Linked DNA regions of Mus musculus: region 1 is linked to region 2. Evidence: chromatin contacts called from public Hi-C data. All regions are on one chromosome and are shown on one strand. The core of a region is the stretch at or near the end of the contact, and the rest is flanking DNA. Distances in the headings are between cores, read along the strand shown.

Region 1 (5,410 bases), core at 2,779-5,278, 260 kb before region 2:
CCCGGGGGAGTCTGAAGGCAGGCAAGAAACGCCTGTCCCCTGGTCCTTCAGCTTACTGAGCACCATAGGAAACACTGGGTTTGCCTTAGATGTTACAAGGTGGCCTGTGGGCTCAAGTACACACATGTAAACCTCCTAAAATTGGCAACAAAAATGTGATACGTGAACCTTTTCTGGAGTGAAGGTCTTACCTTTCAATACATTGTTTACTTTCAGATTCCACAGGAGCAGTGTGAAGGGTGGAGTCTGCTGCTCACAGGACAGAATGACCCAAGGAATACCTAGTGTTTATTCTGTATGCCAAATCTATGATATTGGTGCTCTGACCATCATTCCCATGTGTGAGAGGAGAAAACAAAGGCACCATGCATTAACTTGCCCAAGGCCGCCGAGATTAGAACTCAGGCACCTTGGTTCCAGCATTTATGCTCTGGAATGTAAAATTAGGAATTGATTGTGTTTACATATAATAATAAATAAATCTTTTAAAAAAAAAGGGGGGGGGCTGGACAGATGGCTCAGTGGTTAAGAGCACTGACTGCTCTTCCAAAGGTCCTGAGTTCAAATCCCAGCAACCACATGGTGGCTCACAACCATCTGTAATGAGATATGACACCCTCTATTGGTGTGTCTGAAGACAGCTACAGTGTACTTACATATAATAATAAATAAATCTCTTTTTTTTAAAGAATTGATTGTGTTAAGTTAGTTATGGTGGCTTATTCCTGTAATTCCAGCACCTGGGTGGGCTGTATAACATGTTTCAGAAAACCAAATCAACCAACTACAAAAAGATAGCTAGGTAGAGACAGTGAGGGAGACATCTCAAAAACTAAAACCAAAGAACACACACACACACACAAACACACACACACACACACACACACACACACACACACACACACAGTCAGTAAGATGTGCAAAGAAGGGGGAGGGGCTGGGAGTTAGCCCAGCTGGAGGGAAGGACTGAGGTTCCTCCTTATGCGCCTTATCCTGCAGCTCCTGGTTGAAGCCCTGGGAGGGGGCGCAAACCCAGAAACCAGCTGGACCAATAGCAGCAACCACTCATCAGCTTGGAACCTGGGCAGCGCCTTCTTTTTCTCGGGGACCATCATCACTACCATCGGTGGGGGTGGAGACGGGGCATGTGGAGGGAGGCGAGGGGCAAGGAGTTTCCCTGTGGGGGAAGGTGCAGGGAGAGGCAGGGGGTACCAGGTGGCACTTAGAATTTCTGCACTGCCCTCTCCATCCAGGCTATGGCAATATAGTCTTACACACAGATGCCGGGCGTCTCTTTTGTATCTTCTATGCACTGGTGGGGATCCCACTGTTCGGGATGCTGCTGGCGGGAGTCGGGGACCGGCTGGGCTCCTCTCTGCGCCGGGGCATCGGCCACATCGAAGCAATCTTCTTGGTGAGCTGCACTGCACCCCTCACAGGGTCTTCTTCCCTAGGTCCCTGGCAAGTGAGTGTGCCCTCCTAGAGAGCAGGAGCCTCTCACACACTATGCCAGAATGGGGGTAGGGAGGGGTGAGAGGGGTGAGAGAATGGAATTGTAGGTTACTGGCATCTCAATGGCTCTATCTCCCACCCTTCCCCACAGAAGTGGCATGTGCCACCGGGGCTGGTGAGAAGTCTGTCCGCAGTGCTCTTCCTGCTGATCGGCTGCCTGCTCTTTGTCCTCACTCCTACCTTCGTGTTCTCCTACATGGAGAGCTGGAGCAAGTTAGAAGCCATCTACTTTGTTATAGTGACTCTCACCACTGTAGGCTTTGGCGATTATGTACCCGGTGAGTCTGCCTTTGCCCAGCATTAAGTACTTTGTTCCTGCACTCCGCCTATGCACTACTGTGGGGCATTTGCCCCAGCTTCCACACCAATCCTGGAACACCATACTTTCTTCTAGCAGGCAGCCCCTGATGCCCACTTACATCTTGCATGCCTGAGTCCCATGCCTGCTCACACATATATTAAGTTCACCCCCTCTTGCATGCTCTTATACAGTTACGACTGGAGTACACTCATTGTATACATCTACACATTATAGCACATTCCCTTCTTTTCTAGGGAGGGACGTTCTCTTAAGGTGCAGAAACAGGCAGTGGTCCAGAGGCTCACAGGCTTGCCTCCCCCCCACCCCCCATCAACTTACTTTTCCCTCCCTTTGAACCGTCTAGGCGATGGCACCGGGCAGAACTCTCCAGCCTACCAGCCGCTGGTGTGGTTCTGGATCTTGTTTGGCCTAGCCTACTTCGCCTCAGTGCTCACCACCATCGGCAACTGGTTGCGAGCAGTGTCCCGCCGAACTCGGGCAGAGGTATTTCTACGTGTTCCAGGAGTTGTTCGCTGCCGCGCATGCGCCATGCATGTCTCTTGTGTTGTGCCCTTATCCCCGGGCACAGGGGTTGTTGGCCAGTCTGGCTCCCTTCCAAAATGTGGGCTTCTCTGACATTGAGACCCGGACGGTGCGCTAACGGGAACATTGGAGTAAATTCAGGTTTGTCAGAGACTCAACCACCTCGTTCTTCGTGGATAGATAGGGCTGTCAGGGTTAGCAAATAAGAACTCAGAGAGGCAAGGTGGTAGGTAGTACATGTCTGTAAATCCCAGCACTTTGTAAGCAGAGCAGAATCAGGAGGATTGCTGCGAGTTTAGACTTGCCTGGGTTATAGAATGAGACTCTGTTTCAAAAACAACAGAACTAGAAAGGCCAGTTATATGTGAATTTCAGATGAACAACGAATACGATTTTAAGCTATGTCCCAAATATTGCATGAGTCGTCCTGGTTTTGTAATTTATCTGCATTTTGCTAGCCAAATACAGAGAGGCAGTGAAGGTTGAAACAAACCCGAGGCTTTCAAGAAAGGTTCCTAGAGAAGGGAGTGCTTTTGGGCCAATGCAGGAAGGGACAGTGTGGCTCTGGGATCATCCACAGGCTGAGGTTCAAGGGTCAGGCAAAAAGGTGGATGCAATTGGTAAAAGGGCAGCTTTCGGAGCTGCAATGGGTCGACCCCTTTTCCTCTCTGTGCAGATGGGTGGCCTAACGGCACAGGCTGCTAGCTGGACCGGCACAGTGACAGCGCGAGTGACCCAGCGAACTGGGCCCAGCGCCCCGCCGCCAGAGAAGGAGCAACCACTCCTGCCCTCCTCTTTGCCGGCACCGCCTGCTGTTGTTGAGCCAGCCGGCAGGCCCGGCTCCCCTGCACCCGCAGAGAAGGTTGAGACTCCGTCCCCGCCCACGGCCTCAGCTCTGGATTACCCCAGTGAGAATCTGGCCTTCATCGACGAGTCCTCAGACACGCAGAGTGAGCGTGGCTGTGCCCTGCCTCGGGCTCCTCGGGGTCGCCGCCGACCCAACCCATCCAAAAAGCCTTCCAGACCCCGGGGTCCTGGGCGACTCCGAGACAAGGCCGTGCCGGTGTAGGGGCAGGATCTCTGGACCCGGATCCCACGCCAGGGCTTTCGCTCTTGCTGATGCTCAGGCATGCTTGGCTTATTTGACCAAAGAGCCGTCCCTCTTTTGTTCCACGTGGTTGCAACCCTGACAGGAGTCCAGTGGTTGCCAAATGCCACCGCTCTTCCCTGGCTGGTTCTTCACATCCAATCATTTCCAAAGCCCACCATCCAAGGCTTTCTGCCTCGCTCCCCTGCCGGTTTTGACCCTCACACCTCACAACTGTGCCTCAAAACCTGCACCAATAAAACAAAAACTCTGCACTACCGAGTGCATGCTCCTGGGTCCCAAGTGGGTGTGCGAGTGCTTTTCTCGCGCCACCATGGGCTTATATCAGGCCCACTGCCGTCCTTGGGCCCCCACACCGGACAAGTCATGCTCTTTTGGTTAAGTTCAGGTATTCAGACTCTTGTCTCTGCCTGGAGGAGACCCGGACTCGAAACTGGACTGGGTACTTCCAGTCTTGGCATTGATATTGGGGGTGGGAGCAACTTAGAGTCTTGATGCAATCTGCAGTTTGAAGTCTCCTCCCGCGAGACCACTATAACCATCCGGGAGGAGACTGCCCCTCCCCCTTCCTGGAGCGTGACCCCCCTCCCTTCTCGATTGAGCCCTGTGGATACTGGTCCGTTGGTGCAGGACGATGGAGGAAAGCGTCAAAGTAAGAAGTCTGCCCGAGTTCCCCAAGCCCAGACGAACCTTAGTACTCCTTCAGGTCTTTAGAGTAACCTGCCATTCAGCCTGGGGGCTTGGCAGCTCTCCTAGAGTCCCCAATCCCAGTCCAGTCTCCCTGCTCCCTCCAGCTCCCTGAATTCCTTGGCTACCTTACCTGTGTGTGACCCGCAGCCGGTGCCCAAACACGCAAACCATCGCCGCAGCTCGGTCAGATCCAGCCTGTACGGAGATGTTCGTGACCTATGGAGCACGGCCACGATGTCCACAGCGAATGTGTCGGTATCCGACGTCTGCGAGGACTTCGACGAAGAGGGCAAATCTGTAAGAAACAGGATTCGCAAGTACAGCCAGACCATTTCTATTAGGGACAGCCTCAACCTCGAGCCAGAGGAGATCCAGCAGCAAGCACGTCGAGAGCTTGAACTGTGCCATGGCAGGTCCTTGGAGCATGGGGAGGACCACGAAGAATCTGAGACCTCCTTAGGTCAGTATAGCCTCGCCGAGGCGATGGGTGTGCCATAAGGGTGGGGCTAGCCCGGGTCTTAAAGTGCCTTCCTGCAAAATGGGGGTAAGCCCATAGAAACCCAAGTTTCTAGGATTTCTTAGGAGAGGGCTCAGGCGAGAACCGTTCACGCTTTAACTCAGACATTCTCTGAGCTCCCCCTACCGGGCAGGCGTCCTACTACGAGGAACCCGGGAAACGCACAGGCAAGCAGGTCAATGAAGACCTAGTCAGTTTTTTGTTTGTTTTTTTTGTTTTGTTTTGTTTTGTTTTGCTTTTTATCTTAATGTGGTGCTGGGGGTCGAACCGAGTACATCACTCTTGGTAGGAAAATTCTTTACCACTAAGCATATTTCGAGCCCTCCCTCACCTGTGCGTTTAATTTCATCACTGCACCAGCTGAAAGGACAGAATTCCTTCCCTGGCTGGGATCTGGCTGTTTGGAAGTCTCTCTTTTGGTCAATAGTTACTTTATTGTTGCTTTGTATTTCTTTTTGGAATGAGAGTCTCACTGTATAGCCCAAGATGACCTTGGATCTTGGTATCTTCCTGAGTGTTGGGGTTACACACAGTATGCCAAGCACTGTTTGAGATGTGTATGTGTCCATCCTCTGTCCCGTCCGTTTCCACCTTCATCAAGCAATGAGTACTGATAAGAACCCAGTATTCAGGAAGCTGTGAATTCAAAGCTAGCCCGGTCTAGATACCAAGTTCCAGGATAGTTAGGTCCACACTGTGGGAACATGTCTAAACAAACAAGAGTGATACAGATATAACA
Region 2 (5,730 bases), core at 2,882-5,381:
CCTATGCTGACTAGCACTGTGTTAAGCTATAGAGGTCTGGGGTGTGTTTGTTACAGCAGCTGACCTATGCTGACTAGCACTGTGTTAAGCTATAGAGGTCTGGGGTGTGTTTGTTACAGCAGCTGACCTATGCTGACTAGCACTGTGTTAAGCTATAGAGGTCTGGGGTGTGTTTGTTACAGCAGCTGACCTATGCTGACTAGCACTGTGTTAAGCTATAGAGGTCTGGGGTGTGTTTGTTACAGCAGCTGACCTATGCTGACTAGCACAGACACGCTTCCTGGAGTGCCTTCTCCCATCCTACCTTTCCCCTTCTCTTCCCATCCCCCCAGCTCATTGGCTGGATTGCATCTTTGCCAAGTCTGTGCAAGTGGGTTTGATACCTAAACAGTGTCAAGGTTCTGCTAGCAACGAAGAAGGTGGGCGTTGATTTGGGGAGGCATCCGCCAACAGCGGCTAGTGTTAGTGAGGGGACACAGTTCTTTGTTGTTGTGGTTTTTGTCTTTTTTTTTTTTTTAATGTTTATTGTTACCTCCACACACTGTGACCTGCTGACCCATCTTGCTGACCCTGATCTTAGACTCTTGCGATGCCAAATGGAGCACCGTTTCGTTGATTTGTCTTTTCAGATATGCTTAGAGCTTCTGTGTACAAAATTATAAAAACCACAGGGCAGCAAGATGGCTCATCCAGTAAAGATGCCAGCCTCCAAGCCCAACGACCCCAGTTTGATCCCTGGGACCCACATAGTAGTGAGAGCTGACTCCTGAGGGTTGCTTCTGATTTCCGCATGTGTACTGTGGAGGGTCCCGGGGTGGTCCCTGCAGCTGGAGTTACAGGCAGTTGTGAGCTGCTCGGCATGGGTGTTAGCAGCTGACCTCAGGTCTCCTGGAAGAGCAGTGCGTGCTCTCAACTGCTGGGCCATCTCTCCAGCCCCAGGTTGGTCTGGTATTCACTATGGAGACCAGGCTGACCTTGATATGGTGGCAATCCTGTCTCAGACTTCTGTGAGTGTTGGGATTGCAGGCATTGCTGTCCTGCTTGCCTTTCATGTATCTTAAAAACTTTAAAGTTATTGTTTGATTTAAATATTTATACTTAAATAAATAATAGTTTGTTTGTTTAAAACAGGGCTCGCTTCTTAACCTGGATCTTGTTGTGTAGACCTGGATCTTGCTGTGTAGACCAGGCTGATCTTGAACTTACAGACCATCTGCTTGCCTCAGCCTGGAGGCTGGGATTAAAGGAGCGCTCAGCACACCTTCTCCTTGAATACTTAAACCACACAAAGCTGCCCTTCAGTATCTGCAGAGGGTGCCCTCCCCACAACGGAATCTGCAGATGCTTATTTGCATAAAATGGCATGATATTTGCATATAACCTAGGTGCATCCTCTCTTATAGTTTAAAATGGCTCTAGATTTCTGCTAAGACCCAATACTATGCAAATGCTATGTAAATAGAGAATAGCGGCACAGAGAAGTCTGTTCATATTTAGTACAAATGCTGGGGTTTTTTTTTTTTTTTTAAATAGTTTAGCTCAAACGTTTGCTAAATCCGTGGATTTGGAGCTCGAAGATACTAAGTGTTGCCTGAGCCACTGAGGTAGACTGGTGCATCTTAGAGGTAGGGAGATGAAGAACTTGGGGCCAGCCTAGGCTACAGAAAAGCTTGCCTGGAAAACAAACAACCCCCCAGACAAACAATTTAAACATGACGCCCATGATTAAAATAAAGATAAATCAGCATACTGCTCATGTCTCAGGTTCTACTCTTTTTTTTTTTTTTTTTTTTTGGTTTTTCAAGATAGGGTTTCTCTGTGTAGCCCTGGCTGTCGTGGAACTCACTTTGTAGACCAGGCTGGCCTCGAACTCATAAATCCACCTGCCTCTGCCTCCCAAGTGCTGGGATTAAATAAAGGCGTGTGCCACCACTACCCCAAGTTCCACTCGTATTTTTAACCTTTCCCCTCTGAGACAGAGTCTCATGAAGCCCAGCCCAGCCATGAGTTAACTGAAGACATAGTCTCATGAAGCCCAGCCCAACCATGAGTTAAGTCGCTTCCAGGCTAAGGACGACCTTGAACTTCTGGTTTTCTGCCTTCATCTCCCGAGGACTGGGATTATAGGCCTGTGTCATCATCCTCGACTCATCTTAGTTAGCTAGCTAGTTTACTCATTTTATTTTTTTTTACAGAGGCAGATTGTCACTGTATAGACCAGGCTGGCCTTCAACTCGGGGTGCTAGGATTAAAGGTGTGTGTGTGTGTGTGTGTGTACACGCATGTGCACTGGTGGAAGTCAGAGGACAGTTTGGAGGAGTCGATTCTCCCCTTTAACGTGTGGGTCCTGAGGATAAAAGCTCAGGTCATCAGGCCTCGTTCTGCCTTTACCCCCCGAGGCCCCCCAGCTACGTTTAGAGCTTTTTAATAGCATTTCCCCTTTTTTGTCTTTCTAGTTCCTATTTGTGAAAGCTGTGGTTCCTGCTGCCTGTTCTGGTGTTGTGCAGGGTCCGGCTTCAGCTGGGCCTCCTCTCCTGCTGCCCTGGGGAAGGAGGCTTGATCTCCATCACCTGTGTGGATGTTGGTCCACTTGGCACCTGTAGGCACCTCCACTTCCATCTAGGGTTGTTGTTGTGAACTGTTGTGTTGAGGGAACAACGGCTTGTTCTCCCTCTCCATTGCCTGGGTGCCATTGGCTGGGACCTTCATGTCATAGACCTCAATTCACTGTAATTTTTCCATGTAATTGTGTAGTTGTAATTTTTAAGGTGTCACCAACTTTTCTTTTTTTTTCCTTTTATTTTTTTAACATTTATTTCTTTTGGTTGTGTTCACGTGCTTGTGTAGTACACACCACAGCACGTGTGAGGTGTTCGGAGAAGACTGCCTGCAGAATCATCCTCTCTACCAGGTGGGTCCCTGGAACCAAACTCAGGTCATCAGGCTTCGAAGCAGGTGCCCTTACCAGCTGAGCCATCTTATTGGCCCAGTGACCAACCTTTTCTGTGGAGGGCCAGACAGCACCTGTTTTAGGTTGCTGGTTGTGACTGCCTCTGTGGCAGGTCCTCCGCTGAGCCATGGGAGTGAGAAAGGCAAGGATGGCAAGACACTCAGGGATCCGTGGCGCCCACACAGCGCTGTGTGCAGACCCCCCAGTGCAGGCTTGATCGAGCTTGCTCTTCACAGGGGATGACATGTTCTTCTGTCCCAAGGCACACAATGCCTGGGGCTCCCAACTGCATTTTAACTTGAAAAATACAAAAAAATGAGATCAAACCCCAAAGCCCCGCTAGCTCTAGATACCACCACGCTTTTGGAGAAGTGTATAAATTGAGAAGTGAAAGACTTGGTGGTCTCTTTGTACGCCTTTAACAAGTGTTCCTGGGCAGATGGAGCCACTTCCTCTCACCTTCTCAGAACCAGAGGGCAAGAGCCCAGGGCATGTGTCATCTCCAGCCGTGTAGTGCCTCCATTCTGCCCCACAGATGTGTCTGCACAGGGGAAGGTCAGAGCTCGGACGTCCACCCTCTAGCCAGCTTAGCAGACTCTGGGATCCCTAAAGGGCTGAGAGGTTACATAGACACCCCACTAGCTGGAACCTTCTCAAAGGGGATACTGCTGCTGATGGTGAAGATGACCGTGGCTCCTTTTCTGAAAACCTTTTTACCAGTTTTCTTGTAAATAAACAGACAGAATTTAGAAAAATAAGTGTATATTTATCTGGTGTATGTGTATCTGTATGCGTGCCTGCTCATGCCACAGTGCATATGTGTGGTGGTGGTCAGAGGACAGCTTGCAGGAACCCCAGGATTGAATTCACTGGTTATCAGTCTCTGTGGCACTTTGAATCATCTTATGAGCCTGCAAATGGATTTTTACATGACCCCTTAGCCATGTATGGTGGCACATGCCTGTGGTCCCAGAACTTGGGGTGGGGGTGGGGGGTGGGGGCTAGGAATGGGGCTGAAGGATCAGGAGTTCAAGGCAAGCCATGGCTAAATAAAACCTTGCCTCAGAACAAGTCAACCAACCAACCAACAAAAACCGGATTTAAATGCTCCAGAAGAGAGAGAAAGGGCAGAGACTGACCTCGGCGTGACCTGGGTGTGTCCTGGGTGATTTGCCATTCCCTCGAGTGGCAGGCAGAGGCATCTGGAACAGGTGTCCAGGCATCCCCGGGGAAGCTCCTTGGCCCCTCTTCCCTTTCCTCTTTTTCCTTTAATTCCGTTGCAGCCTAGCTCCTTGCCTAGCCTTCTCTGCGATAAGGCATGGGGATAGATGGATCGCAATCCTGGCTCTCCCGTCCCTTCTAGTGACTTGCCCTCTCACCCACCAGATGGCGCTCTCGACCACTTGGTTCCTGGCTCCCAGTGTAGCACCACTGCCTGGGGGTGGGGGCAGGAGCAGTGCTTGGAGAATAAATGTGGGTAGGAGGGAGAGGTGCAGCTCAGGGCTCAAATGCAGCTCATGCTCGGGTCGCAGGGGAACCTGCTTCTTATTAGTGGAGGCTTTAAGGAAACACTGTGGCTTCGAACCCATTCGGCCATTCGGCTCCTAGATGACCCCCCTGGATTGTCAGGGTGGCACCCCAGAGGTAGGCTGGGATGGGGAAGGTTTTTGTTTTTTGTTTTCCCCTCCAGGAAGCCAGAAGGGTGTCATCACAGTGAGGCATCTCTCAGAACTTGATTTGTGTCCCCTGTTACTTGGGGACATGTTGGATGGGTGACTGACACGCACCAGAGACAGTGGAATGGTGATTGATCAGTGGATAAGCCTGAGGCAGCAGAGGAGACGGCTGCGCTCTGGGACATACGTGCTCTGTCTGGCAGTTTCTCCTGGCATCCCAACCAGATCTCCCTTCTGTGGTGAAGGGCCCTCCACGGAGGGCCATGTCTGGCAGGCTCTGGATATAGCCCACAGTCAATGGCTAACTAATGCAATGGCCAGGAAGCTGGACCCTCCCTCAGATCTGGAGAAGTCTCGTGTACAACTGATGTCCCCAAGCCTCCCTGGATCTGTCCAGGGCTGGACTTAGCTCTAAGGTCACATTCCTTCTGTCTTAGTCTTTTTCTGTTGCTGATAACACAAACCCACGGGCTGGGTAAGCAATCAAGAAAGGAGGTTAATTTTGGCTCATGGGTCTGGTCCAAGGTCAAGGGGCAGCATCTATGATGTTCTTGTTGGCAGAATCCCAAGGTTGCACAGGGCATCACATGGCAAGAAGCAGGGCTCTCCTGAGATCTGGCCAGCTGGCTTCTATAACAGGGCCACTCTGGAGATAACTAACTCATCAATCCATTAATCACAGGAGTGGATTAATCCACTTGGGAGGGAGAGCCCTGTATCTCTTAATCTCTCATAATGGGGATTAAACTTCAACACTCATTCTGAGAGAGATAATCCACAGTGTTTATTGAGCCCCTCCCTTCCCTGACCTTTGCCCTTACCCTCTAGGGACTTGTCCCAGCCGGCTGGCCTCTAGCAAACCCTGGTCCCAGGCTCTGCTTCTAAGCATTCCAAAGTAGGGATCCATTCTGTGTAGCGTTTGATGTGCAGCCGTATTGTGCTGTGCATCCCTGCATAGAGGGACATCTATACTCATGGGACCCTTCTCAGTTGACAGGCCTTGGGAAGGGGACCTGATTGTGGTGATGGGGAATCCATTGCTGGTGGTCCCTGCCATAGGATGGCAGAATAGCTGCTTATACTACAACTTGTAATGGCCAGGGA

The links. A called contact is a pair of places that touch in the nucleus more often than the background predicts.
Region 1: a Hi-C map of differentiating embryonic stem cells shows a contact between it and region 2, with 2.4 times the contacts expected there. A contact is called at or near these places in 13 of 39 promoter capture datasets (the 3T3-L1 cell line, the C10 cell line, the HPC-7 cell line and 9 more), 15 of 484 Hi-C or Micro-C datasets (B cells, ECoMG myeloid progenitors, the G1E-ER4 cell line and 5 more), 21 of 130 datasets of targeted methods (the 230-238 cell line, the SCID.adh cell line, T-cell acute lymphoblastic leukemia and 8 more) and 3 of 9 other capture datasets (adipose tissue, liver and macrophages).

The regions. Positions count from the first base shown.
Region 1 is chr19:6,923,998-6,929,407 of GRCm38.p6, reverse strand. Catsperz (cation channel sperm associated auxiliary subunit zeta) reads left to right here and starts at 4,028. Exons shown (of 5, transcript NM_001039494.2): 1 at 4,028-4,116; 2 at 4,302-4,614. The coding sequence starts at 4,099. It overlaps Kcnk4 (potassium channel, subfamily K, member 4), which reads left to right. Exons shown (of 7, transcript NM_008431.3): 3 at 1,000-1,126; 4 at 1,254-1,414; 5 at 1,604-1,790; 6 at 2,178-2,317; 7 at 3,033-3,746. The coding sequence ends at 3,425. It overlaps Gm46646 (a long non-coding RNA gene), which reads right to left and starts at 2,248. Exons shown (of 2, transcript XR_001782645.2): 1 at 2,153-2,248; 2 at 1-1,504.
Region 2 is chr19:6,662,167-6,667,896 of GRCm38.p6, reverse strand. No RefSeq gene overlaps it. Among named protein-coding and RNA genes, the nearest start is that of Gm32245, 98 kb to the right of the region's middle.